5 separate regions of the Mus musculus genome follow, and all the other regions are linked to region 1. Evidence: chromatin contacts called from public HiChIP or PLAC-seq and promoter capture Hi-C data. All regions are on one chromosome and are shown on one strand. Each heading gives the region's core, a stretch centred on a gene start, on an enhancer-like site or on the middle of the called end of the contact. The rest is flanking DNA. Distances are from core to core; before and after follow the strand shown.

Region 1 (3,324 bases), core at 463-2,962:
GGTTATGGGAGAATACATGCATTTGTTTACAGAAAGTCAATTACATTAGGTAAATTAACTCTACCACTGAGTAAAGGAAGAAATACTAGTGAAGACACATGATGTGCCTATTTCTGGCAGTGGAGAGGTGCAAAAGAACCCAGAAGCAGCAAATTAAAACCAAGATATACTTATATTTTTACTAAAAATTAACATCATACCCTTCCCCTAAAGTATTAAATCTAATACTACTCTCCAATACACCTGAATGGAAAAATGACTTTTGGTAAACCATGAAACTATAAACGAACTCTGTAGAGGTAAAATAATTGTTTCCTAAGTTCAAGCACACAGAAATATCCATTACTTATGTATAACTGGTTAAAAAAAATTATGACAGTTTTACAAGCCTTTAATCTGAAAGTGCTGGAACCAAACGTGTTAGAATTCTCAATTTATTGGATTTTGGAGGGGAAATAACTTGAATGTATTATGTGCAGCCCCCAGCAGGATCTGGCGCTGCAACCTGTAGCCAAAATATTACTATTTCTCCAGCAAAGCTTATCAACACTCACACTCAGTACCACCCACAAACCTTATATTAGCTCTGATCAACCTGGCTTGGCTGCCAAGGCGGCTGTGGTAGGAAGCAATGAAAATAGTTGTTTTTCACAGCCTTCTGTCCTTCAGAATTAAGATAAAGGATTGTGAATCTGTGCTACAATATTAAAGCATAAACTTAAAACGTCTGTTACCAATTCTTAAAAAAAAAAAAAAAAAGACAGTACCAAGTTCGTAGATAATTTGAATGTTTTATTGTCAGAGGATGTCATATGATGAAATTCTCCATCATTACATAGCTCCCAGAAAATCCTTACCATATAAAAAAAGAAAGGAAGAAAAAGGAAATAGAAAAAGAAAGGTCTGTTGGTGAGGGAGAAAGTCACTCAAAGAGAAAACAGGCGCATTCCAAAAATGTTTTTAGTATGAATGGTCGTGTACACTGTACTATTAAGTAATTCGTGGGTTTTCCTTATCACATCTTACATAATTAAACTCAAGAAACCACCAGGATCAGAACGATCTAAATAGAGGCTTCGAGAAGGGAGGGCCCCAGGGCAAGCGCTCGAAAAGGAGAAAAACAACCTTCTACCTAAAGCGGGCTCTCCGCAGCCATCTAGGCTGGTGGTCACTAGACCAAAAGCAACACCTCAACTACAGAAAAGGAGACTTCAACTCCCAGAAGCCCCCGCGCGGAGGCGGGGCGAGGGCTTGCAGGCCCCAGAACATCAAGGCCTGAGCTCGCTGAGGATGGCGGGAACTGAAGAGCAGCCGTCCGTAGTCCTCCCCTATACCCGTGCCCCCGCGACCCGGCCCCTTCTCAAGCCCTCTGCACTGTACCTGTCCCCAGGACTCTCTGTTCTTTTTCCCGCTGCAGCAGGGGCGGTACTACCGGGTCTCAGATGGCAGCGCGGGGGCGACGACCCCGGGGCTGGGGATGAGGGGAAACCTGGCCTAGCGGGCATGCAGCGCCTTGTCATGTCGGCGCCGCTGGCGACGGCGGCATGAGCTGTGGCTGGAGAAGCTGGGTGCGTGGTTGCCGTCTTGCTGCTGGGACTCGGGGAGGCTGTCGGTGCAGAGGTGGGCGGCACCCCCTACTCTCTTCATGGCGGTTCTCTCTTCGGAAGTGACTCCGGTGTGAGCGGGAAGGAACCTGAGGACCATCAGGGGGCGGGCCTTTCTTGAGGTGCCGCGTCGCGATTGGCTGACCTGAGGGTCACTCTGGTGGTAGCGCAATAGAAAGCCTCCGCCTGCCGGGAGAGGGCGGGTTTTTTGGAAGGGGGAGGGGAGATTGAAAACTGCCCTCCCCGGGCCCGTCACGTGCGCCTGGGGCGCGCGCCTCCTCGTCGGGGCCGCGGCGGCCTTGGCCGGTGCGTGGGAGTGGGAAAGAAGAGGCAGTGGCGGGTGTTACGACAGCTGGCGACAGCCGCCTGATCGAGGGCTAGGGGTGAGATTTGCAGAAGTAAAACCGAGCCTGCAGCTGTCTGTAGTGAAGATGGCCAACATTTGTGACGATTGTGCTACAGCTGCCCTAATATTTCATAGTCACTTTGGCATCTTAGGCCAAAATGCTGTCACCATTTCCTTTCTGTTCCTTCTCTTATAATGTGATTTGACCGTTCTGTGAGGGATCTTCTATACTGTGATATAGTTGTTCCGTTTTTTTGTTTTGTTTTGTTTTGTTTTGTAAGGGAGGGGGCGGGGGAGCACTCAGTCATTGAATTAGACATTTTTATTCTGTCAAAGCGTTTTGTCTCTAATGGGTTTCCCCATGAAGTCGCAGCACATAGACTTCTTTTCCTTATCAGTAAAGGACTTGTGCTTTGAAGAGGCTGTTAGGTTGGATTTCTTTAAGTTTTTATTTATGTATATGGTGCTCAATTTGCATGTATGCCTGAATGACAATAGAGCATGAGGTTGTGAGCCACCTTAGGGTTGGTGGAATTGAACTCAGGACCTCTGGAAGTAGCAACTAGTACTCTTAACCACTGAGCTATCTCTCCAGCTGGGTTTTTTTGCAGACCGAGGAACTGGTCAGAGTAATTTAAAACTTCACTTCCCATGTGTATAGAATGGGTATAGTTACTCACTTCTCTGGGTAATTTCCCTTGTCCCCCCCACTTCCCCCCCCCCCCCCCACACACACAGGGTTTCTCTGTATAGCCCTGGCTGTCCTGGAACTGACTGTAGACCAGGCTGGCCTTGAACTCAGAAAAATGGCCGGTCTCTGCCTCCCAAATGCTGGGATTAAAGGCGTGGGCCACCACTGCCCATCTTCTCTGGGTAATTTTAAGTAATAAAACCCAGCAATGTAAACAGGTTTAGATTCTCTCGTGTAATTGGTACAAATACAAGATTCTCTTTCCTTTGGGCTTCAGATTTCCTGCAGTACCCGGCCAGTTTTTTTTTTTTTTTTAGGGAAGGCTTGTAATCCTATTGTAATCCTAGTACTTGGGAGACGGAGGTGGAGGGTCAAGAGAGAAGGCCGCGGCTGTGCTGATAGTTCATGGTATAAAGGAACTTGCTTTCATGACCCAGGACCACATGGCAGAAGGAGAGAACTGATTCAGTGCGGTGAGCTATCCTATGACGTCTGTCAGCGTATACACACACGAAATGAATGCAATAAAAGATATCTTTTTAAAGAGAGAAAGAAATAGACATTGAGTCCAGCCTTGACTATGTAGCAAGATCCTGTCTCAAAGGAACTAAAAAAAAAAAAAAAGAAAAGAAAACAAATCCTATCAATCTCAAAAATGTCCAGGCTCTAACTGAGAGGAATGT
Region 2 (3,324 bases), core at 561-3,060, 3.0 Mb after region 1:
ATAAAGATCCTCAAAACTGGGCATGTGTGTACATCTGGAGACAAGCGGATTAGATAAAAATGATCCTTGGCTTCACAGCCAGTCTGAGACCAGCATGAGATACACGAGAATGTATCTTTATAAAGAATCCGACTGTCAATCACCTTCTCCATCCTTGAGTTCTGTGTGAAATGCCTACTTTAAGGCTCGATTGACCAATTCTCATCTATGTATACCCTATTTAGGGTTCAAATCTTTCCATAAGTAGTCCTGGAACCTTCTTCTCTAAACCTTAAATTCTTATACATACAAATGTATGCGTGTACATACATACATACATATACACACATATGCCCAAGGTTTAAATCAAATGCTTATAAACATCTTAATACCTGGCTTGTAGAAGTATTCAATAAATACTTGTTGAATGAATGACCTGGAGAGATGCAGAACAGGAAAGGCTGGCAGCTGTACAGGAGCCAGCAAAGACACTCTCACCAATGTGATAACACCCAAGTATTTGCTGCGCTCATCCTTTCTGATTAACAAAGAAATAAAACCAGTATTAGAATCATAGCTCTAGAGATCAATAACCTAGAGGACAAATCAAACCGGAAATCAAACCCGTAAAATGGAAAGCTTGTGGTGCCTATCAACTCTGAGTGAACAGAGTGAGACCAGGACCCTCTCCCCTCAGCCTAATGGGATATCAGGATAATGACGAGGCTAGAAAAAGACGTATTAAATGGGCCACAAGTGAAAAAGTTTTCCCTCAGGAAACAGAGAAAAAGCAAAGTCGTATTTACATCTAAATGTGGCGGGAAGGCACGAATGACCTGAATGCACGGAGGAGGAATAAAGCCAGCATAATTTCTCCACACTCCAAGTACTGCCACCTCTCAGTAGGACCCACAGGCCACAGTGGCCATCTGCCACCAGATTAGAGATTAGCAGGCAAGAGCACTCCCCTAAATCACCATCTGTATCTCAAAGAAGCCTGGCTGACAGGGAGGGAAGGGGAGAGAGCAATAAACTCCAGAGCCAATAGATGAAAGTGAGATCAAAGTCATGGCAAATTTCATCCGGAAAAAGCTGCTGCTCCCGGAACCTTTGCCACCTCAAGCTGATGTCAGATATCAATAAAGCACAATATTCTATTAATGAAGGCTTCTTTCCCGGCTAACATGCTAAAAGGGAAAAAAAAGCAAAAGGAATGCTATGCTAACGTCAAGCTGCTCATTCATAGTTAAGGAGCTCACACTCTATAGAGTATCTGCCTGCAAGAGAAGAAACTGTCGTTCTACAAAACTAGAAAAAGGTTGTGTCTCCAGGTGCAGCAGGGTCCATCTATGATGGGCTCAGGTCCAAAAAAAAAAAAAAAATCGGCTTAAGCTTGGGCTGTCTCGAACCAACTTCGACACTTTGTTGTACAAAGCAAACCTGGATCTGAGTCTTCAAACTCATGAAATGGGCGAGTTGGGGCTGAAAATGCGTTCGGACCTAGGAGGACGCATCCACGCAGGGCAGGTCGTAGAGAGATCAGGAACTTAACTTAAAGGCCTGGACACCGGGACTCGGATGGGAAGCAAGAACCGCGCCTTTACTCTTACCTGCCTCCTGCCAGCTTCTCAATCAGCCAGATTAGGCCCAGTCTCCCTGTCCGCCACCCACTGCCTCCCCTTCCAGCTCAGGACCCAGGCCGGGCCGAGCTAAGGCTGACCCACCATGGCCCTCAGCCCACAGCGCTAGCCAGCGGACCGGGACCCGCCGCCCGCCCATCACCACCCAGCTGCGCAGGCGCGAGGCCCGGAGCCCGCAAAGGCACGCCCAGAGATCTGTCCCGGGGCAGCCTGGGAAATGGAGTCAGACCTCGCTCTTACACCCCGTGCGGTCGAAGGCGCCAATTGGTACTCGTGTAACTGCGAGGCCGCTCCTCTAGCTGACCAATGAGAAGTCGTCTTGGTTCTCATCCGGGTTGTGGATGGTGGCAAGCATGGCACCACCGGTGAGGTACTGCATCCCCGGTAAGTGAGCGGTCTCCGCACGCAGTTCCAGGCTGTGTGGCAACCAGCTTCTGGGAGCCCGTGGCTGAGGCAGCTTGTCTTCTGCAGGCGAACGTCTGTGTAACTTGGAGGAAGGCAGCCCCGGCAGCGGCACCTACACCCGGCATGGCTACATCTTTTCGTCGCTGGCTGGCTGCCTGATGAAGACCAGCGAGAATGGCGCGGTAAAGGAAGCGGCTACCCAGCGCGCGTTCCCTCTCCGGGTGCCGTTGAGTTCCGGTCCTTGGGCACAGGCAGAGCGGGCGGACGCGTCTTTGGTGGCTCAGCCGCAGAACGCTTTGGTCTCCCGGCTGTGATCTCTGCGCTGTGCTGAAGCACACCGGCCGCACACCCGTTAGGTTAATCTGACTTAAGTTCTGTGGATGCACACAGAAGGAAGTGGAGGGAAAAGCACGCAAATGTAAGAGTAGCCCAGCCAGCCGAGAGCTTCCTCACGTGGTACATCTCGACTACCCCTCCGCTTTCATGTGTCCCACGTCACTGACATCAATGTAGTAATGCTGGCGATTTCCAGTGTCTTAGTGCACTAAGCTCGCTCTTGTCGCGAAGCCTGTGCAATTCACGTGTCGTCTATCTGGAACACACTCCTGCTCAACCCCTTTATTTAATCGGTTTTTTTAGTTGTTTTTTTTTTTTCCCAGAGAAGCCCTTCTGGACCTTCTGACTAAAAAAAAGTGGGTTTGGTGGCAGAAGGATCGATATGCCCAAGAATCTCCCTCCAGGGCACTTATTTAAATGTTACTCTTGATCACTAGATTCTTGCCCAACTAGACATTTAAGTGGAGCCACGATTGGTGGTACACCAGCGTATCCCCAGCTTCTAACAGGCACAGATAAAAGCAATCGTTGATACATGTAAGACGATAAAAAATAAATAAAAACTAAAACCTTAGACTTGTGGCTCATCAGTACAGAGCTTACGTAGTATGCTGACCCTGGGACCACAGATCCAATCTCCCGAAAAAATAAAAACTCTTTAGGAACTGGCTAGACCTAAACATCTCTCTTTGTGTTGAGCTTATTTGTAAAAACAGATTCCAGTCTGTTGGTTCTGGAGATAAAGTCAGCCTCAGCCTGTGTGTTTAGTCACTGCATCGATGTCTCTTGAGCACTTTCAATGTGACCTGCTCAGGGCTGCCCTTATTTGCTACTGGGGATAGAGTCACGAGCCCAATACACAGCTTTTCTTACTGAGGAGGCGGACAGAAATCATGAGCAAATGTACAAAAGAATTGTGCGGTACAATAAGAACATGTAACAGGCTCTGTGCATTCTAGACAGT
Region 3 (3,324 bases), core at 285-2,784, 2.9 Mb after region 1:
TGAATGATATAAATGAATGAATGAATGAACGAACAAAAGTCCTTGGTCAGAAGAAAGGCCAGGGTTGCTTTCAAAAGGAATTTGTAAGTTTTACTCCATCCTCCCATAAAAACGTTTCTGCTTGCACAAGTCATCCTGTCCAGCACACACACACACACATCCTTCCCAGCTTCCCCTGTGCTTCTCCCCATCTTCCTTCCCAGTTTACACAAGCAAAACAACACACCTTCAGTGTCAAAGCAGACAGGAAACTCCAACTAGAGTTTCCACTTCATTAACAACTGCGCCTGTGGCTCCTCTTACATAAAGGGGTATGTGGTAACAAGGGGGAAGAGACCGGATTCCAACCTCAGTTGCACTTCTAACTCACTGTGTGACTTAGGGGAAGCTGCCCAACCTCTCTGGATCTGTGTTTTTACATAAAAGAGAGGTAGATCTGGAAATTCAGTCCAGTGTTGAAGGTCTTTTTGCGCGCCACAGTTTATCATTTGCATAAGTTCTTTGCAACACCCCCAGAGAAGAGAGTACAAGACAGGGAAATGACCCTCAAACGAAGCGCCAGGACAGGGCTGGTGTACCAAGAAAGTGAGACCGCGCTACTGGAGCTTCGAAGATTGCCAGAGAGCAGATCCCATTCTCATGGCTGAGAGGGATCCCATTCCAAGAGCTGAGAACGCTCCTAACAAACACGAAGGCGACGCTCACCCCGCACCCCACCTTTCCTAGACTCCCAGACAGCCACCGAGGCTCCAAAAAGCCGTGTGGAGAGGTGGGAGGAAATAAAGATTTCTATTTTCCATGGTCCTGCACTGCTTTTTACAAGTCGGATTCCCGCAGACAACGACCTGCAGCCCGATAATGACACAGTGACTCGCTGGAATGAGCGACTGTGTTCGCCTCGATCGCTCCGACTTCTGGGGACGCAGGCTGCCCACGCCGCGCCCCGGCCGGCCGCCGGCCGACCCTGGCCGGGGCTGCCAGATCCGCGGCGCACTCGCTTGGCCCCCTCCGCCAGCCTCGTCGCGGTCTGGAAACATTTCCTGCCCCCGCCCCCATCCCCAGCTTCCCGGTGGGAGCGAGTTGGCCTCCCGGCCGGGTCAGCGCTCGCAGTTACCCCAACTCGCTTCCCAGACAGCCCGCGCCGGGGAGGGCCCCGTCTGGCTCCGAGAAGCCGTGGGGGAACCCAAGCGCCCGGCGCCGAGCGAGGTCGCTCGGGAACCCCAAGGTTCGGGCAAGGCAAGGGCCAACTGGCAGCGCGCCGGGACCCCGCTGCCTTTCCTGGCGTTACCTGCTCGCTTGCGGGGGTGTCCCGGAGCAGCCGGCCTCTCCCGGCGCTGTCTCCCCACGCAGTTGCCCATGCTGGCTTCTCAGCCGGTCCCCCATGCACCAGAGGCGGCGGTCGGCCGGCTGCTCCACGCTGCTGCCCCGAACCGCGGCGTCCCCGGGTCAACGACTCCCGCAGCCCGACATCGAGAGCTCCTGGATCTCCCCTGGGGAGCGCTCTGCCCGACGCCGGCTTCGCCACAAACTTTGCGGGCCAGCGGAGAGGGAGGTGGCCAGGCCAGGGGGGCCCGCGACAGTGCCCGGCCAGAGACCAGCCCGGCTGGAGGGGCGGAGGGAGGGGGCGGACACCGCCGCAGCTACTCCAGGATCACTCCGAGCTCCCAGCTGGGGCCGGCCCCCCGGAGCCTGTCACTCACCTGCCTAACCCCGCCCCGGCCCGGCCCCGCTCCCTTCCTCCCGCTTGGGGTGGCCGCGCCACGGTCGCCAGCCGCCCCAGGTGCGCATGTGACCGACGGCACCGCCCCTCGGGCCGGGTCTGGTTTTCTCATTGGCTTTTCCCAGGATGCGTACCGCCCCTCGGCCCCACCCAGCCAGGTGCCCGCCCTGTCGCCCGTCTCCCGGGGAGAGCGGCCGGGAATTATGCGCCCTCAACCGCCCCGGCTGCGTGCCCGGCAGTCACTTCCCCTCCCGGAGCCGCGCCCCGGCCCAGGCCCCGCCCTCTGGGGAGGGGCCGTTAGGTCCCTGAAGGGACTGCCTGGCCCAGAGCCGGCAGGCACGTGACCTGGAGGTGCCCCGCCCCTGAAGTCTGCGCCCAACTATTGGCCATGGAGGCGCGTGCGCGGAGAGACACATCTCGTAGCCACACCCACTTCCCCCTCCCACAATCTCTGGCTAGCGTCATGGCTGCCGCCACCGGTCTGGAGGAGGCAGTGGCGCCTATGGGCGCCCTGTGTGGCCTCGTGCAAGACTTCGTCATGGGTCAACAGGAGGGGCCCGCTGACCAGGTGGCTGCAGGTATGGCAAACAACGCCGCGAGGCTTCTGCAGGGGCCGGACCGCAGGGAGCGGCCTCAGCACCCGCGCGCGGCGGGAAGGGAGTGAAGGGAGAGGTGATTGTGATTGGTCCTCTGGCCGCTCTGCCCCCGCTGGGAGCGCTACTGCCCTAACAAGTTGGAGAGTCGCTTGCATCTTCCTTAAAGCTTTCTTTACATTCCGCATCTCGCTGTGGTCCATAGAGAATCATTACATTTCTCCGAGAGTAATAGACTTGTGCAAGGCACAGACGAGTCCGGAAGTGGAGCTGGGACTTGGACTCGGGTGTTCTGGTCCAAACCTGGTGCTTGCACCGCAGGACCGCGTTGTTTGCGGAGTGTTAGGTGAGAAGGTCTGGGTTCCAAGGGTTACGCTCCGGCCTCTTGCCTTCCTGGAAGTAGCGTGCGCTCCAGCTGTTTGAGTGGTTGTAATTGGATGGAGGAGGGGAGGAGCCAGTCTGGCTCTAGGTCGGTGGGCGTGTAGATGACTAGTGTCTTTAAAGATTCACTTATGTGTCTTAGTAGGCTTTAAAAAAAAGAATATATATATATATATAGTATGTGAGTACGCTGTCAGACACACCAGGAGAGGACATCGGATCCCATTATAGATGATTGTGAGCCATCATATGGTTGCTGGGAATTAAACTCAGGACCTCTTCAAGAGCAGTCTGTCCTCTTAATTGTTGAGCTATCTCTCCAGCCCCAAATAGGCTTTTTGATAAATTAGATTTATAACTTTTTAATGTCCCATTTTTTTATCCTTCTTCCCAGAGTTCCAATTTCAGGAATCTCTCAGTTCCGAGTTTATCCAGGATTTGAACAAATCCAGGGTGCCTCTTTAGAATTCTTTCTGAATGTTGAATGTTAGGCCTTCAGTGTCGGGTTTAAGAAATAGAATAAAAAATGGATATAGATGCGGGTTTTTAAAAATTATGTTTGGAAGTTTATGGGTGAAGAAGTTTCTTTAGCAAATTGAACAGATTAATTTTTAGAATATGTGAGAAATG
Region 4 (3,324 bases), core at 339-2,838, 2.8 Mb before region 1:
CTTTAGCAAGGTTAACTAAAATAGGACTGAGACACTTCGCCTGCCACTGGCAGCTAGTATTTGCCTGATAATACTAGAAATGCTTCAGAACTATAAACTAAGGAGAAGACCTGCTACCAAAGACTTCCCCCTAAGAAATACTGTACAGATTCAAGTTTCCTTGGTTTGGAGCATCGCAGTAACCTCATAAGAAATTAAACAAAATGAACCGATTCAAGAAGAAAATCTTGGCAGTTAGAAAGGTATGAGCTACATATTAATTCACACTCCAGTAGCCTTAAAACTGGCACTATCAGAATACTCTGGAACAGAACAGATGGGGGTGGGGGATAGAGGACAACACAGATATCCATACTTGTTTTCCTGAACTATTCGAATGGGGTGATGGTGGATTCTCCCTGGGCTGAGGAGCGGCAGGTGAAGTCGGGGGTGATGGTGGATTCTCCCTGGGCTGAGGAGCGGCAGGTGAAGTCGGTGGTGATGGTGGATTCTCCCTGGGCTGAGGAGCGGCAGGTGAAGTCGGTGGTGATGGTGGATTCTCCCTGGTCTGAGGAACGGCAGGTGAAGTCGGTGGTGATGGTGGATTCTCACTGGTCTGAGGAGCGGCAGGTGAAGTCGGTGGTGATGGTGGATTCTCACTGGGCTGAGGAGCATCAGGTGAAGTCGATGCTGAATCTGATGAGTTTTCCATCTTGGAAGTGAACTCCTGATTTCCTTATCAAAAAGAAAAGACGCGAATGATAATCAAATTATCTCAAAACAGACCTCAATTTTTCTGAACAAAATTTTCTTCAGTGAACTAAACACCAAAAATAGTCAGCCATTTCTTCCAATTACATGTAGCTATAATTTATTCTAATTCTTCTCATATTTTCCATTTACCTCTCCACATGGGGAAGTAACCAAGTCCTGTTTCTTTCACGACAAATAAACCAGCTAGTATCTCACTGTCTTTCTTTTTTTCCCTTCAAAACACCCCCAAAAATTTGCGTTTCAGGAAGGGGAACTATAACTAGTCAAGAACTTTAATTTTTGTTATAATTTCGTAAATAAAAGCAATACAGCCTGAATCTTGACTCTTAAAAGCTTTGCGCCTAGAACCAAGAACGAGTCCCGAGGTGTCAGAAAGCAGCATCTGCCCCTTTGGGTTTACTATGGTCAAAGACTCCGCCCTCCTCCCCAGCCCCGTCCATCTTCTCCACAAAGCCCCGCCCACTCTCCCTCCCCCTTTCCCCTCCCTCCTCACCACAGAAAGCCCTCCCCCCGTCCCCGCACCCCACTCAGCTCCCCCTTTCCCCACCCCGTCCCCCCACCACAGAAAGCGCGCTCCCCCCAGCTCCCTTCTCTTCAGCAACCCCGTAGCCCTCCTCCTCCACTCCTCCGCCTCCCTCGCCACAGAAAGCCCTCTATCCCACAGAGCAGGAGGCCGAGCTCCCGCGACGCCGGAGAGAGCTTCTCCGTCAGATACCCAGACACCCGCAGGCCTGCCGCTCAGGCCAACCCCAGGGAGAAAGCTCAGTACCTTCCTCAGCCATGCTCACAGCGGCGACACACCGTACACACAGCCAGCGGAGCGCCCGCAGCCCACTGACCTCGCCCCGGGGGCGGAGCCTCACCGGAGAAGAGACGTACGATTGGCTAGCTTGGCCGGAGCAGGCGGATGTGCTCCGTACAGCTCCGACTGCGCGTGCGCGGCGGGCCGCGGGCCTGGGCCACGGGGCGGAGCGGGGCCTGGCGGGAGGCGGGCGCGGCTCGTGATTGGCAGGGCTGGCCGGCGCGCTCCAGGGCTCGGCTACGCGCGCGCGGCCGCCAGCCGTGGGGTGGCGTCCATGGAAAAAACGATGTTAGGCCCTTGGAGGGGCCTGAGGGGGGCGCGCTTCCGCTCGCCACTGCCTTTGGGAGTTGCGGTGCCAGCTGCCTTCCCGAGCAGCTTCCCTGGTGGGGTTGGGGGCGGGGTGGGTATCGTCAGGGTGGCGCGCCCGAGAGCACCGCCCTCTGGCAGCGCTCGCCCCCTGGCAGGCTCGGCTTTCCCCACCGCAAAGGCTTTTCCTCAGACGTGGCAGGGCCGGAAACCGCGGGGCCCGCTCGGCTCCCTGCTGGCTCGGAGTCTATGTGGGTGTCTCTGCATAAACAGTAGAGGGCATCCCCAGCCTGCCTTGCGGACTCGCCCCCTTATTTTGGTCTGTGCCCACCTCTGCTTGGCTTCACATGTTTTGGTCAAATCTGAGAAAAAAATAACCTAAGGAAGTGTATTATGGCGCAGAACAGGAAGCGGGGCGCGGTCGATCCGACAGGTTCGGACTAGAATTCAGATATTTGAGAACTAAACCCCTTGCTTGATCCTGCCCCCCCCCCCCCGAGGCCCCTTGCTAGACCCTGGCTCGACTCCTGGGGGTGCCCCTTGCTAGACTCTGGGGGGCCCCCGGGAGGCCCCTTGCTAGACCCTGGCTCGACTCCCGGGATGCCCCCTTGCTAGGCTCTGGGGGCCCCCAGGAGGCCCCTTGCTAGACTCTGGGAGGCTGCACGGCCTTCTAGTGTTCAGGATGTTCTGTTGCTATGCAACAGCAAAATGAACTAGCTTGGGTGGAGCCGTGGGTGTAGAGAAGTTGAGCTAACTTGTGAGTCACTGGGAAGTTTGTAATAAGGGACAGCTCTCTTTCCGAATATCTGCTAATAGTGGCTTTAAAGTAACCCGAAAGAACTGATTAGACTCCTAGGCGGTCAGTTAATAAATACAGAACCTAAAGGAACTTAATGAGGTGATTAGATCTGCAGATGTTGCAATTGCCTAGATTAGAGTCCTGGCACCACGGTTTCTTCTTTGGTTTGTTTTTGTTTTGTGCAATGGAGTGTAGTGTGGCCGTGGACCTCAGTTCGATGGCTTGGTAAATGAGAACAATATTCACCTCCTAGAGACAGGGAAATTCAATGATAATGTATGAGAGGCAGCTAGAATCATGCAAAACACCAAAGGAACATTTAGTCAAGCATATTCGTCATTCCCTAATTGACTTAAAGCAATGTCTCACAAGCTTTTATCCCTTACCTTTCCCAAAAGCACGGATTTTTAAAAGAGTGCTATGATAGCTAAAAGTCCACACAACTTAAGCCATAAATACCAGAAAACGTCAAGCCTTCACATGTGACCATTAATAAATTAATGTTCCACTCCTAAATGTTTAAGAAACAGCAAGAACAGAATTCATTACTTGGGGACAGGAGGTTGTTTTGTTTGATGGTTTTTTAAGACAGGGTTCCTCTGTAACTCCCCTGGTTGTTCTGGACCTTGCTTTGTAGCCCAGACTGGTCTGGAATTCACAGAAA
Region 5 (3,324 bases), core at 308-2,807, 2.2 Mb before region 1:
CCAAACATACATTATTTAGAAAACAAAATGTAGGTAAATTAAGGTAAGCCGGGCAGTGGTGGCGCACGCCTTTAATCCCAGCACTTGGGAGGCAGAGGCAGGCGGATTTTGAGTTCAAGGCCAGCCTGGTCTACAGAGTGAGTTCCAGGACAGCCAGGGCTATACAGAGAAACCCTGTCTCAGGGGGGAAAAAAGTAATTTAAGATACAAGTCAGATTATAATGCATAAACAAAAGAGAAGTGGCAGGATTCTGTAAAGATGAACACTTCATAAGAATGATGCTTTTGAGCTGTACATTAAATAAATAAAGAACCGGGTCTGGTGGTCCATGCCTTTAACTCCAGCACTTGGGAGGCAGAGGAAGGCCTATCTCTGTGAGTTTCAGACAAGACAGGACTCCATAATGAGACCCTGTCTCAAAAATAACTATAATAATAGTAAATAGAAATATGATGGTAGACAATGCTAAAAACAACAACAACAACAACAACAACAGAGAAACAAGAAAAAGTTTGCCAGGCGTGATGACACATGCCTTTAATCCCAGCACTTTGGGAGGCAGAGGCAGGCGGATTTCTGAGTTCGAGGCCAGCCTGGTCTACAAAGTGAGTTCCAGGACAGCCAGAGCTATACAGAGAAACTATGTCTCAAAAAAAAAAAAAAAAAAAGAAAGAAAGAAAGAAAGAAAAAGTTTATTTCTCAAAATACACCAACCAGTTGCCTGTCAAACAACTCTTCAAAGGCTTTCTAAAAAGCTGAATTATTCAATTAAGCTACAGGGAAAATAAAGCATGGTAACAACTTATATTTTAGAAAATAATTTGGCTCTTTGGTGAAAGATACTTAAAAAATTAATAGTTTGCGTTTACTTGGTACTTCAGAGCCATGGGGAACGTGACAAAATAATGGAGAATATTCCTCAGTCTACAGATTGGACAGAAGTGAAAGCCAGTGTAAGGATTTAAACGATGCACATCAGGGAAACCATGAGAACCAAGACGAGGTATAAATGAAGACGCAGGGCAGCCTGGTTGGTTCTGGGATACCTAGGAAGAAAACTTTAGTAGCCGAGTGAGACTGTGAAAGGGACGACGAACGAAAAATGTAAGGTTTGTTCTGTTATGGGTGCATGCTTCGTAGAAACAGTATAGCTCACAAGGTCTACTTCGCTGGGACTCTATAGTTCCCATTATAGACCCGATGAGACCGAGGCACCAAACAGTCTGGCGATCACGTAGAGAAGGCACTTAAGGTACCTGCAGAGGACAGCATGGCTTGCATGAACTGCTAGCTCCGAGGGGATTGAGGGAATAAGACCTCCCATCCCAAGCCAACTGTGCTTAGCACGAAACCCGGAGACCCAGGCCAGGAAGCCGAGGTGACAGGCATGAAGTCTCCTCCCTCCACGCCGAAGCTCCCGTGTCATCAGCCCCAAGGCTCCCACCGCCGCATACCTCACGGAGCGTCTCAACGCAATCGCACGCGCAGAACAGGGAGCCGACAGCTCCACGCGACTCGTCCACGAGCGTAGGTAAGACCAGGGCTACTTCCGTTCTGACGTCGGGTCTGACGCCGGCTGAAACGGGAAGTAGAAGGGCGGGACTTGGCGTTTATAGCCAATCCACGCCGAGGGCCGAGTCGTCGCGGCCTGTCGGTCGCGTGCGGGGAGGGGGCGTCTTCCGGTCGGGCCGAGCTCGTCGCTAGGTTTGTTGAAGGACATCGGCCGCCGAGTTTGGGGTTCGGACGAAGGTGGGTGAGAAAGCGCTCTTGGCTGCTCGGTCCGGTGATTGAGCTTTGTAGGGCCGACTAGAGTCTGGCCGTTTTTCCAGCCCCGGAACAGCGCGAGGTTTTCTTTTTGCGGGGAGACGCTGGGGAATGGGAAAGGCGCTGGAGAAAATGAGGGTCAGGGCCCCATGGCGGATCTAGGAAGCCTCAGCACCGCGAGTGACGAGCGCCCCAGGGCTCGCACGGTTAGCGGAGAGCCTTATGCCCCACTTCCCAGTGTGGATTGGGAGTGAGGCCGGTCGAGAGGGGAGCTCCCCAAGGTCATCCATCCAGTGGATGTTGAGAGAGGACTCTGGATTTTGACCCCATCTCTGGCAGAGTTCGTGTGTCTTGGCCTCTATGGCCATAGCGATTTGTTTCCTCCGAGCTGCGATCGGGAAACCAGGTCTCCTTTACCTGCGCCGTGGCCTTTGTCAAAACCAGAGTAAACGTGGAATGGCCCTGCGGTTCTCCAGGCCTGGGCTCTAAAAACGGATTAGATTTTGTATCCCAGCGGTTCTGAACCTGTGGATCATGATCGCTTTGACAAGCCTCTATCTCCAAAAATATTTATTTACATTACGAGACTCCTAGCCGTAGCAAAATTACAGCTGTGAAGGAGCAACGGAATAATTTTATTGGGGGAGGGGGAAGAGAGGTTTCACCACAACAGAAGGAAGGTCGCAGCATTAGGAAGGTTGAGAGTCACTGCCGTGTTTGATCAGTGCAAGGGTTTCCACAGAGGCTGTTTGCTGCTTGTGGTCCTTTGACTTTCATCTTCCTTATACCTGGTGATGGCACTACTCCAGATAGGTGCCCATAAGACGGGAATAGCTGTATCCAGGAGCCTGTTACAAAGCAAGGGCAGCTGCTCACCCCAAGACTTTAATGAAATGCCCATTTCACATGGAAAGGCTGGTGGTATTTAATAGTAGTTATTGGATTATTTAGAAACAGAAGCAAAACCTGTCAGCTTAGACTTTGTAGCAGGCTGCTGTTCAACAGTAGTACATTTTTTTAAAAAATACTAACTCACAGGCTCACAATTATTAGTCTTTGGTGATTTTTTTCCACTACCAAATGGCTCTAAGCTTGCACATGACTGCAAGGACAGGACATTTTAGTTTTATTTGTTCCTATTGCCAGGTGTGAATGGCTTGTCCCTCTAGTCCCAACACTGTTGGGCAGATCTCTGTAATTTCAAGGCCAGCCTAATCTATGTAGTGAGTACAGGCATCTGGGGCTACAGACTGAGATAAATAAAATAAAATAAAAATTCCATACAGGGCATTGTTAACAATATTAACTGTTAAAAAAGGTCATTGTCCTAAAACAATATGCAGTTTGTTGGAAGGTGCTTTAAGCCTTAATATCACCTTTGCTTGCCATGTGGTGGTGCCACACACATTTACTCCCAGAACGCAAGGCCAGCTTAGGTCTACAGAGTGAATTAATCCTGTCTCTCCATGACAGTGACGGCAAAGACATCACCATCGACACCACTTAGATGGAAATCTAAGCTTCCTTTAAAACCCCAGTTCCCGTACCTTCCCTTTGTT

The links. Promoter capture Hi-C pulls out the DNA fragments that hold promoters and counts their contacts. HiChIP or PLAC-seq counts read pairs in DNA pulled down with a chosen protein or histone mark. Capture Hi-C pulls out chosen DNA fragments and counts their contacts.
Region 2: a contact with region 1 is called in a promoter capture Hi-C map of liver, with 3 times the contacts expected there. The contact joins the promoter of Zdhhc16 here to the promoter of Slf2 in region 1. A contact is called at or near these places in 2 of 39 promoter capture datasets (cranial neural crest and frontonasal cranial neural crest), 1 of 115 datasets of contacts at active chromatin or transcription factors (large pre-B cells) and 2 of 9 other capture datasets (adipose tissue and liver).
Region 3: an H3K27ac HiChIP or PLAC-seq map of large pre-B cells shows a contact between it and region 1, with 5 times the contacts expected there. The contact joins the promoter of Ubtd1 here to the promoter of Slf2 in region 1. A contact is called at or near these places in 1 of 39 promoter capture datasets (cranial neural crest) and 1 of 115 datasets of contacts at active chromatin or transcription factors (large pre-B cells).
Region 4: a contact with region 1 is called in a promoter capture Hi-C map of pre-B cells, with 3 times the contacts expected there. The contact joins the promoter of Sfr1 here to the promoter of Slf2 in region 1. A contact is called at or near these places in 1 of 39 promoter capture datasets (pre-B cells) and 1 of 484 Hi-C or Micro-C datasets (erythroblasts).
Region 5: a contact with region 1 is called in an H3K27ac HiChIP or PLAC-seq map of double positive thymocytes, with 6 times the contacts expected there. The contact joins the promoter of Pdcd11 here to the promoter of Slf2 in region 1. A contact is called at or near these places in 1 of 39 promoter capture datasets (pre-B cells) and 1 of 115 datasets of contacts at active chromatin or transcription factors (double positive thymocytes).

What each region holds. Positions count from the first base shown.
Region 1 is chr19:44,929,507-44,932,830 of GRCm38.p6, reverse strand. It overlaps Slf2 (SMC5-SMC6 complex localization factor 2), which reads right to left and starts at 1,712. Exons shown (of 20, transcript NM_001081225.2): 1 at 1,381-1,712. The coding sequence starts at 1,520.
Region 2 is chr19:41,931,931-41,935,254 of GRCm38.p6, reverse strand. It overlaps Zdhhc16 (zinc finger, DHHC domain containing 16), which reads right to left and starts at 1,810. Exons shown (of 11, transcript NM_023740.3): 1 at 1,590-1,810; 2 at 372-517. It overlaps Exosc1 (exosome component 1), which reads left to right and starts at 1,941. Exons shown (of 8, transcript NM_025644.4): 1 at 1,941-2,003; 2 at 2,091-2,206. The coding sequence starts at 1,973.
Region 3 is chr19:41,979,973-41,983,296 of GRCm38.p6, reverse strand. It overlaps Ubtd1 (ubiquitin domain containing 1), which reads right to left and starts at 1,534. Exons shown (of 3, transcript NM_145500.3): 1 at 1,289-1,534. The coding sequence starts at 1,358. It overlaps Mms19 (MMS19 cytosolic iron-sulfur assembly component), which reads left to right and starts at 2,161. Exons shown (of 31, transcript NM_028152.3): 1 at 2,161-2,298. The coding sequence starts at 2,184.
Region 4 is chr19:47,730,020-47,733,343 of GRCm38.p6, reverse strand. It overlaps Sfr1 (SWI5 dependent recombination repair 1), which reads right to left and starts at 1,588. Exons shown (of 4, transcript NM_026377.2): 1 at 1,523-1,588; 2 at 356-714. The coding sequence starts at 1,535.
Region 5 is chr19:47,088,999-47,092,322 of GRCm38.p6, reverse strand. It overlaps Pdcd11 (programmed cell death 11), which reads right to left and starts at 1,557. Exons shown (of 36, transcript NM_011053.2): 1 at 1,456-1,557. It overlaps Atp5md (ATP synthase membrane subunit DAPIT), which reads left to right and starts at 1,676. Exons shown (of 4, transcript NM_023211.5): 1 at 1,676-1,750.